2 separate regions of the Zea mays genome follow, and region 2 is linked to region 1. Evidence: chromatin contacts called from public Hi-C data. All regions are on one chromosome and are shown on one strand. Each heading gives the region's core, a stretch centred on a gene start, on an enhancer-like site or on the middle of the called end of the contact. The rest is flanking DNA. Distances are from core to core; before and after follow the strand shown. Region 1 holds the start of LOC100191736. Region 2 holds the start of LOC100275591.

Evidence for each region. A called contact is a pair of places that touch in the nucleus more often than the background predicts.
Region 2: a contact with region 1 is called in a Hi-C map of endosperm, with 4 times the contacts expected there. The contact joins the promoter of LOC100275591 here to the promoter of LOC100191736 in region 1. A contact is called at or near these places in 6 of 25 Hi-C or Micro-C datasets (bundle sheath, ear, endosperm and 3 more).

Annotation. Positions count from the first base shown.
Region 1 is chr2:190,342,548-190,346,285 of Zm-B73-REFERENCE-NAM-5.0, forward strand. LOC100191736 reads right to left here and starts at 1,331. Exons shown (of 9, transcript NM_001155169.2): 1 at 976-1,331; 2 at 498-754; 3 at 350-404; 4 at 180-260; 5 at 1-89. The coding sequence starts at 1,170. LOC111590834 (a long non-coding RNA gene) reads right to left here. Exons shown (of 4, transcript XR_002749972.1): 2 at 3,663-3,738; 3 at 3,481-3,570; 4 at 2,549-3,367.
Region 2 is chr2:190,500,672-190,504,523 of Zm-B73-REFERENCE-NAM-5.0, forward strand. It overlaps LOC100275591, which reads left to right and starts at 1,987. Exons shown (of 5, transcript NM_001365909.1): 1 at 1,987-2,245; 2 at 2,318-2,548; 3 at 2,654-2,887; 4 at 3,000-3,089; 5 at 3,188-3,748. The coding sequence starts at 2,039. The coding sequence ends at 3,400. LOC100282882 (nucleoporin p58/p45) reads left to right here. Exons shown (of 6, transcript NM_001155788.1): 4 at 1-431; 5 at 681-721; 6 at 821-1,212. The coding sequence ends at 853. It overlaps LOC100285181, which reads right to left. Exons shown (of 4, transcript NM_001158075.1): 4 at 3,526-3,801. The coding sequence ends at 3,657.

The DNA.
Region 1 (3,738 bases), core at 81-2,580:
GCCGAACTGAAATAAACAGCTAGATATCTTCTAGGACCACTTAACATTTCAACCATGGGCCCAATAGAGTTCAAAGAGAAACAATTGAACTGCATCATTATGACAACATCCAACAGGTAGGAAGTTAGCTGATATTTTTTCTATGAAATATAAAACCCAATTCAAACATAAAAACATACTGCAAGGTGGGTGAGATTTGCATGAAGTAGAGATGATGTTGCCAAACGCCAAAATTGCCCTCTATCAATCAGACTGTTGATCTTTCATTGCAAATGATGGTCATAACTGTATTAGGTTAACAAAATCAACAGCGCATAACTGAAACAGAAATTCCAACCAAGACACAAACCTTGGCTCCCCACATGAGAAGCTTTCCTTGTGATGCTACCTGAGCGACATAAGCCCTTCGTTGAGAGCAAAAGGAAGGGTGTTAAACAACAAATGTACCAAAGGATTGGAGCTACTATCACATAAACTCAAATTGTCCACCGACTTACAGGACATTAAGAGCAAGAAGGACATTAGTCCAGAGCCTCTTCTTGGAATCGATTCCACGAGGCCGTCTGGACAACAACTTCCCGTTGCTGATGTATCTACCCCCTGACCCGTTCCCACTGAACAGAGCAGAGCTGCAAACATAAGGTGCAGAGAACACAATCCCTATCGCGCCAAGAATGTGGAATGTCGCAAGCGATTCTGATCCTTCAAACCAAAAGCTACCCATTTTCGGCAAGGCATCAAGATGTCGCACCTCCTAGAGTAGAAAGGTTCACTTGACATTAAGTATTTGATCGAGCGCGCGCGCACACACACACACACACAAAAATCGCCATCCAATGAACAAAGAGCGTGAGAGCTCAGTCAACAACAGACTGAGGGTCTGAGGCCTGTTTGGTTGGGAACAGACTAAGTAGACGCTATCATGGTGTGCATCCCAAGTTACAACGAAATGGAAGGCGAGGCGAGGCACGGTACCGGTGAGCGGAGGAGGCCGGCGAAGCGGCGGCGGAGAGCGCGGCCGACTTGCACGCCTGCGAAGGCTGCGACGACGGTCGGCCTCCAATCGCCGCCGTCTCCGCCGCCATCGCCGCCGCGGCCGGAGGAGGAGCCTGGTGGGGGCGGGGGAGGCCACGGGAAGGAGGAGAAGGGGAGCAACAGCCACGAAGCCATGGGCACCACCGCCGCCTGCGTGCGTGCGTGGACCACAGGAAGCGGGGGGACCTTTTGAGCTTTCGTCTCCCTTTGCTTCGGGGAAACGGCATCGGAGGCGCACAGGAGAGCCGTGCGTTGGGCTGTCAACCAGGGCCCACTGGTAGATTATCGGATTTGGCCTCCACCTCCATAGAGTTTAGTGTCTGTTTGCCAGCGGTCTATATATAATATTTTCCTCTACATTCATTGAAAATAACTTTATTTTGTTTAAAAAAAACCAAACATTCTAGATTCGTTAAATTCTAATTTACCAAAACGATAGATTTGAAGGTCAGTTTACTATTTTGGTAAAACTCTTTATTAGAGGATGCAAGACGAACTCAAATTTAGTATGGTTGGAGAGAGAATTGCCACCCGTTCATTCTAAATTATTTTCCGTCGTCCTCTTTTACCCGGCCCTTTTCCTCCCTGGCCTCGCCTCTCTCCGACGCCCGGCCCAGCCATGGCCGACGAGCACGCCGATCCCATCCCTTCGCGCCATCCCGTAGAGCTCGTCGCCCCGAATGGTCCTGTCCTGCCCAACGCTAGTCGTCTGTGGATAGGCTTGACTACACTAGGGCCACATGCCGCCACGAGCCCCGCCGGTCGCGCCAGCCGCCAGGGCCATGGGCCATCGCGCGCGGGGCCTCAAGCCCGGCTGCGCCGTCGCCACGCCTAGCCGAGTAGCCGTGCTCTATGTTTTTTTTTTCTTCGCGTCATCTGAGGAGGCATACATGGACGTGTGACTTCTATCCGGAGGGCTACGTAGTTCTAACTAAAATGTCCGGAGGCATATATAACTAGAGCTAGAATATCAGCTACACAAATTTTGTAGATCTATAGTGGATATCAAATCTATTGCAGATTTATTGAATACGGAGCCTAGGAGCGACAAGCAATTTGAGGCTGTTCCCCACGGCTTCCACAAATTAGGGCCCCTGTCTCTGTTACAAGGTACTGGTAAGTGGTAACCCGTAGCAAACGCAATCCGAGCTCGGTCAGAAACCGTTATGAACTATGAAGGCCGTAACACAATAGCACGTAACATTATGTTCTATTATTTGTTACCGAGTCAAACGAGCATGTATGCTCTAATGCTCAGGCAGTCGAAATTGTACGTAGAAAGGCGAGTTAAAAAACAATAGAGAGAGATCCACAGACGCGAAACAGGACGAATGGAAGCCGACAAAACGTGACAATGTACTTTGTGGGCTTGTACTGCTAGCCGACTAACCTTTCCATGACAGGTGCTCCCAGTCCCAGTCCCAGGCTGGGCAAAATCGTTCTAGACTAGTGCGATCGGCTGTACAGATCCGCGATCGTTCCCTGTCGCGCGTGTGTCCTGGCGACTGGGCGTAGAGATGGGCCGTGGACCGGCGAAGCGCATGCGAAAGGAGGCGGGCCAAGGTCGCGTGTCGTCGTCTTCGTGTCTCGTCGATTCAGCAGGCTCGCGTTCCAGATATGATGATGATGATGACCTTTAGCTGAACAGTCGACGACGGTAAAAAAGCGTTTTGCGGATATATAGAGAGAGAGAGAGAGCTAGCCACAGTTTAACGACTTTGCTGAAAGTTGATCATGCGACTGCGACTGCGACTGCTGAGGTATTTGCATTCATTCGAATTCGAATCAAACACGCGCTCCATGGAAAACCGTCTGCTAACACGCGCGCGCCATGAAAGTTGCGTTGCATCAGCGCCTACGTCCGACGACGCATCGCACTAAAGCGGAGGGAGGGTAAAGGCAACGGAGAGTAAAGGCGGGCCTCCGCTCTCTCTGAAAGGCCGTGCAGCTGCCGGCGTCGGCGTGCCTTTTCCCGGCGGCTTCCCGGCTCCTCGCCCGCTCGGCGTACTATAATACCTCCTGCGCTTGGGAGGGAGGGGAAGACTTGCGAATTTGCGATCATTCTGCCCAGGAACGAGGCGGCGGCAGACGTTTCCCCCACCACCTACTACCAATAATTCATCGGGTATTCCCGGAATCGATCACTGCCACTCAGCCAGTGAGTCATCAGTCTGCCAGATTGGATAGCTTTCGTTTCGCCCACAGCCTACGGCGGCCTGACCTGTGCAGTGCAGACGATAGTGTTTCTCTTGCATCCCCCGCACCTCCCTGTTGGTTCGTTCTTGTTGGAATGACAACCGCCAAGGAGCTTCAGGACGAAGGCTACTGGCAGCTGAAGAAGAAAAATAATCCATAGAGTTACAACAGTTACGACTAAGGGAGTGAAAGCCTGAATGGGGATAGACGCAAAAGAAAATCTTCTTTTTTATGAGGTCCAAGTCCAACCTGATGTCACATTTTTCTAACATGGATGGGCTCCATCCAAACTCTCGATCGATTCGTCTACCTCTGTCTCCCGTTCCTACTTTTCCTGTACTTTTTTTATATTATGCGACAAACGATAGCTGATTCATTCTTGGTGCAAACTTTTTGATGGTTTAATATAAAGCAGCAATGAGAAGTAATACCAGATCATCAACAGGCCAGCAGCTTTAGTGACGTCGATGGTGCGATCCCGGCCGGTGCAAACTGAGCATGCGGCTA
Region 2 (3,852 bases), core at 737-3,236, 160 kb after region 1:
ACGCCGCACCGGCAACGGGAGCGATCCATTTCTGGAGGCAAACAGACGAGAAGCAGCTAAACAAGAAGCAGCTGCCAGAAGGGTCCATCCAACACTGCATCTGCCTACCCCTGCGCAGCCCACGGCACAGATCGCTGCACCAGCTACAAGCCAACCGCAGCAACCTTCCTTTCCGTCCGCTGCGACTTCCTCAAGCGCCTTCTCAACCTTTAGCACTCCGGCTTCCGCTCCATCCTCGTCTAGTCTGTTTGCAACTCCAACAACTCCAGCTCCATCGGGCAACCTTTTTGGTGCGCCAGGATCGGCTCAGTTGACCACACCATTTGGGACACCTTCCACTCCTACGTTAGCATCGACGCCAGCTCCTGGATTTGGGACTAGCGCTACATCTAATTTGGGTGGGACATCTCTATTTTCTACACCGTTTGGAGGTAACGCATGCTTGCTCAATCAACATTACATGCTGTAAGCTGCATGTTAGTAATTTGCATGCTACTTAAAGCAACTACTAACTTGGAACTGCACGTACTTACTGATTGATATAGATTGACCGTATTAACACTGTTTTTCTTTCCTGCGTGTTGCTTGTTTATCCTGAGTTCAGTGCTTTCATTCTAAATGACTATTCAACATTAGGACAAACTGTAGATCATGACACATCTATGTATTTTTCTTTTCAGGTGGAGCTACAGCTTCAGGTTCCAGCTTTGGTGGTGCATCCGTGAGTAAAACTGACACACGCTTTTAGTTGGTTCTGCCTTCGTGTTGCCAAACTCGCCTTTTCGCCTTACACCATGTTTACCCATTTTGAATGTTGCAGAAAGGAAGGTCGAAGCCCCGGGGACGACGCTAGATGTAAATGGACCAACGTGAAACGAGGATGCTCCTGGTTCACTTGACTGCTCCCCTTTCCCTCTATCCTATGCAAAATTTGTGACTACTTGTCGCCAGCAATTCTAGTGGAGTTTTAAGTGACCTATTGCATGACTACTACCTTTAAGCCTTTGTATCAGATATACCATCGCATTAGTTGTCATAAACTTTTAATCTTTGTGCCCCTTCACAGTCTCTTGCCTGGGTGTCAGGGTGTGCTGTCACAACATAGGGCTGAACAAATCTAGAGTTAGAACATGCCAGCTGGAATTCCAGTTTCTTCTTTGAACATGAGCGTTAGCAGCTCGTTCCTTGGTAGACAATCTCGTTCTTTAATGCACGTATTTGATCGTCATTCCTTTGTTTAGAGGTTACTTCATGCTGTCACCCACGACATGGAAGCCGAGAGCGGCGACGGAGACAGACACGACGGACGGGGGGTGTATCTTGATTCCACACGGAGTATGCATGGTCGTTCGTGGAATCGTAGTCATGCACAACCATCCGCACATTCCCAGGTGCACCGTTCCAAAGTACAGTAGCCGGCGCTGAAAAGGCTCGGCGACGAAAGGCCACTGGGTTGTCCCGCCGTTCCGGCTTCCAGGCGATCCATCTCGTTTCGGGGAACGGAAGGCAAAGGCACCGCCCAGAGCCCCAGACCCAGAGAGGCGGACTTGACTCGTCGTCTACGGGGAATCCACGAACGGAACGGGCGCCCACTCAGCAGCCGCAAAAGTAGGTGAATGTAGTGTGGATCCGCCACGAAAAGGGCCAGCTTTATGGATCCCGTTTTACACACTTGAGTGGGCTGCCTTTGCAGCGCACGTTTGTTTACTCGTACTGGCAATCACTGACGTACGAGCCTGTGAATGACCACACCTGCGAAATGCTCGTACATTTCACTGCACAAAAAAAAAAAGGAAGATTAACGAGAAGCTGAAAAGGCTGATGCCCAGATATCATCAGCGTCTCTCAAATCACCGAGTACGACCCGGCGTTTGCGGCCGCTCGTTTCCATTTCCATTCCAGAATCAGATAGCTTTCCCTTTGTTCAGAAACCGCGAGCAATGTCTGGTAGTATTTATACGGCCGCGCGTGCTGGACGGGCCAACCGGCCAGGGCCAGTCTCTACATCGAACACTTCGTTCAGACGGCGGCGGCGGCCATGGCCTCTGCTGCAGGGTCTGAGGAGGCGTGCAGGGAGATCCGCCGCACGTGCGGCGCGCCGCGGCGCCTGGGCCTCCTGCTGGCTCCGCGGAGCCCCGCCGAGAGGCAGCAGATCAGGGCGGCGTACCGTGCCAGGTTCGGCGAGGACCTCGCCGCGACGCTGCACGGCACCCTGGCGGCCCCCAACACCAACCAGGTGGACGAGGTAAAACCCACAGACCAGAGTCAGGCTCACGGCGAGCGGTTTAACTTGAATTCCCTCCTTCCACTCCTCCAGCTCTCCAAGCTGCTCTACCTGTGGGCGCTGGAGCCGGCGGAACGGGACGCGGTCGTGGCGCGGGAGGCGGTCGAGGGCGGCGTGACCGCGGCCGGCTACCGCGCCCTCGTCGAGGTGTTCACGCGCCGGAAGCAGGACCAGCTCTTCTTCACCAAGCAGGCCTACGCGGTCAGGTTCAGGAGGAGCCTGGACCAGGACATGGCCACCGAGCCGTCTCACCCTTACCACAGGGCACGTGCCCGTCCTTCTTTTCTCTTTCGCTTCTTCTCTTCTCTGCGGCGGTCATGGCGTCAGACCACCTGACTTAACCACCGTCACCGTTGTTCGTTCCAACAGCTGCTGCTGGCTCTCGCGGCGTCCCGCAGGTCGCACCACGACGACCTCAGCCAGCACGTGGCGAAATGCGACGCGAGGAGGCTGCACGACACCAAGAACAGCGGCGCTGGTGCTGGTTCTGGTTCCGTCGTCGACGAGGCTGTGATCCTCGAGATGTTCAGCAAGAGGAGCATCCCGCAGCTCAGGCTGGCCTTCTGCAGCTACAAGCACATATATGGGCATGACTACACCAAGGCAAGTGGACTCGTCTCGTCAGCTACACCACATGGTGCCATGCCATCCACCTCATGCAGCCTCAATGACTCTGTTTTCTTGGCTACCCTTGCAACAATTTGTACGCATGCAGGCACTGAAGATAAACGGGTCTGGCGAATTCGAAGGACCCCTCAGAGTCGTTGTCAAGTGCATCTACAACCCTTCCAAGTACTACTCCAAGGTAACAAAATCCCAGAAACCCATGGATCGGTATCAAATTAAAGGCAGACTGTTCTGTACCTGTGTTTTTATTCATTCTTCTGCCCTTGATATTTCCAGTTACTGCACAGAAGTATGCTACCCGCAGCGACTGATACGAGGATGGTAACGAGGGCTATCTTGGGCAGCGATGATGTCGGTATAGACGAGATCAGATCAGCGTTCCAGAGTAGTTACGGGAAGAGCCTCGCAGAATACATCCAAGAAAACTTGCCTGGGAGTGACTACAGGGATTTCCTCGTGGCTGTGGCGAGTGCGTCAGTGGCACAATGAGGTTGTCCATGCTTGTAGTTGTAGCAGAGGCATCCCTGAGTTGTCCATGGAAGAAAAGGAAAGAAAAAACACTGTTTTGCACGCTGCAAAAGTAAGTCGAACAAGGAAAACAGCAGTCTCATGTGTGGGATTTCAGTTTGTTATACCATTTTATTTACAATTGCTAGGCTCGACGGTGGAACTACCAGATCTCATATGCAAAAAAAAAAAAGATGAAGATAAGCTTATTGCAGAGCACTATATTTCAGACATCAGGTCAGATGAGCTTCATCTTTCGGAAGTACTGTTGTAGATGCCACAGCTGTAAAACAGAGACTGCAATGCAAACAACAAGAGACAGCATGCTCAGCCACGTGACCCTAGAATTCGTCTGCTCACTGACGTCCCTCATGTTAGCTTCTCTGCACCGAGAACAACTTCGTTAAATAGATTGCTATTGTACCCTGGATATC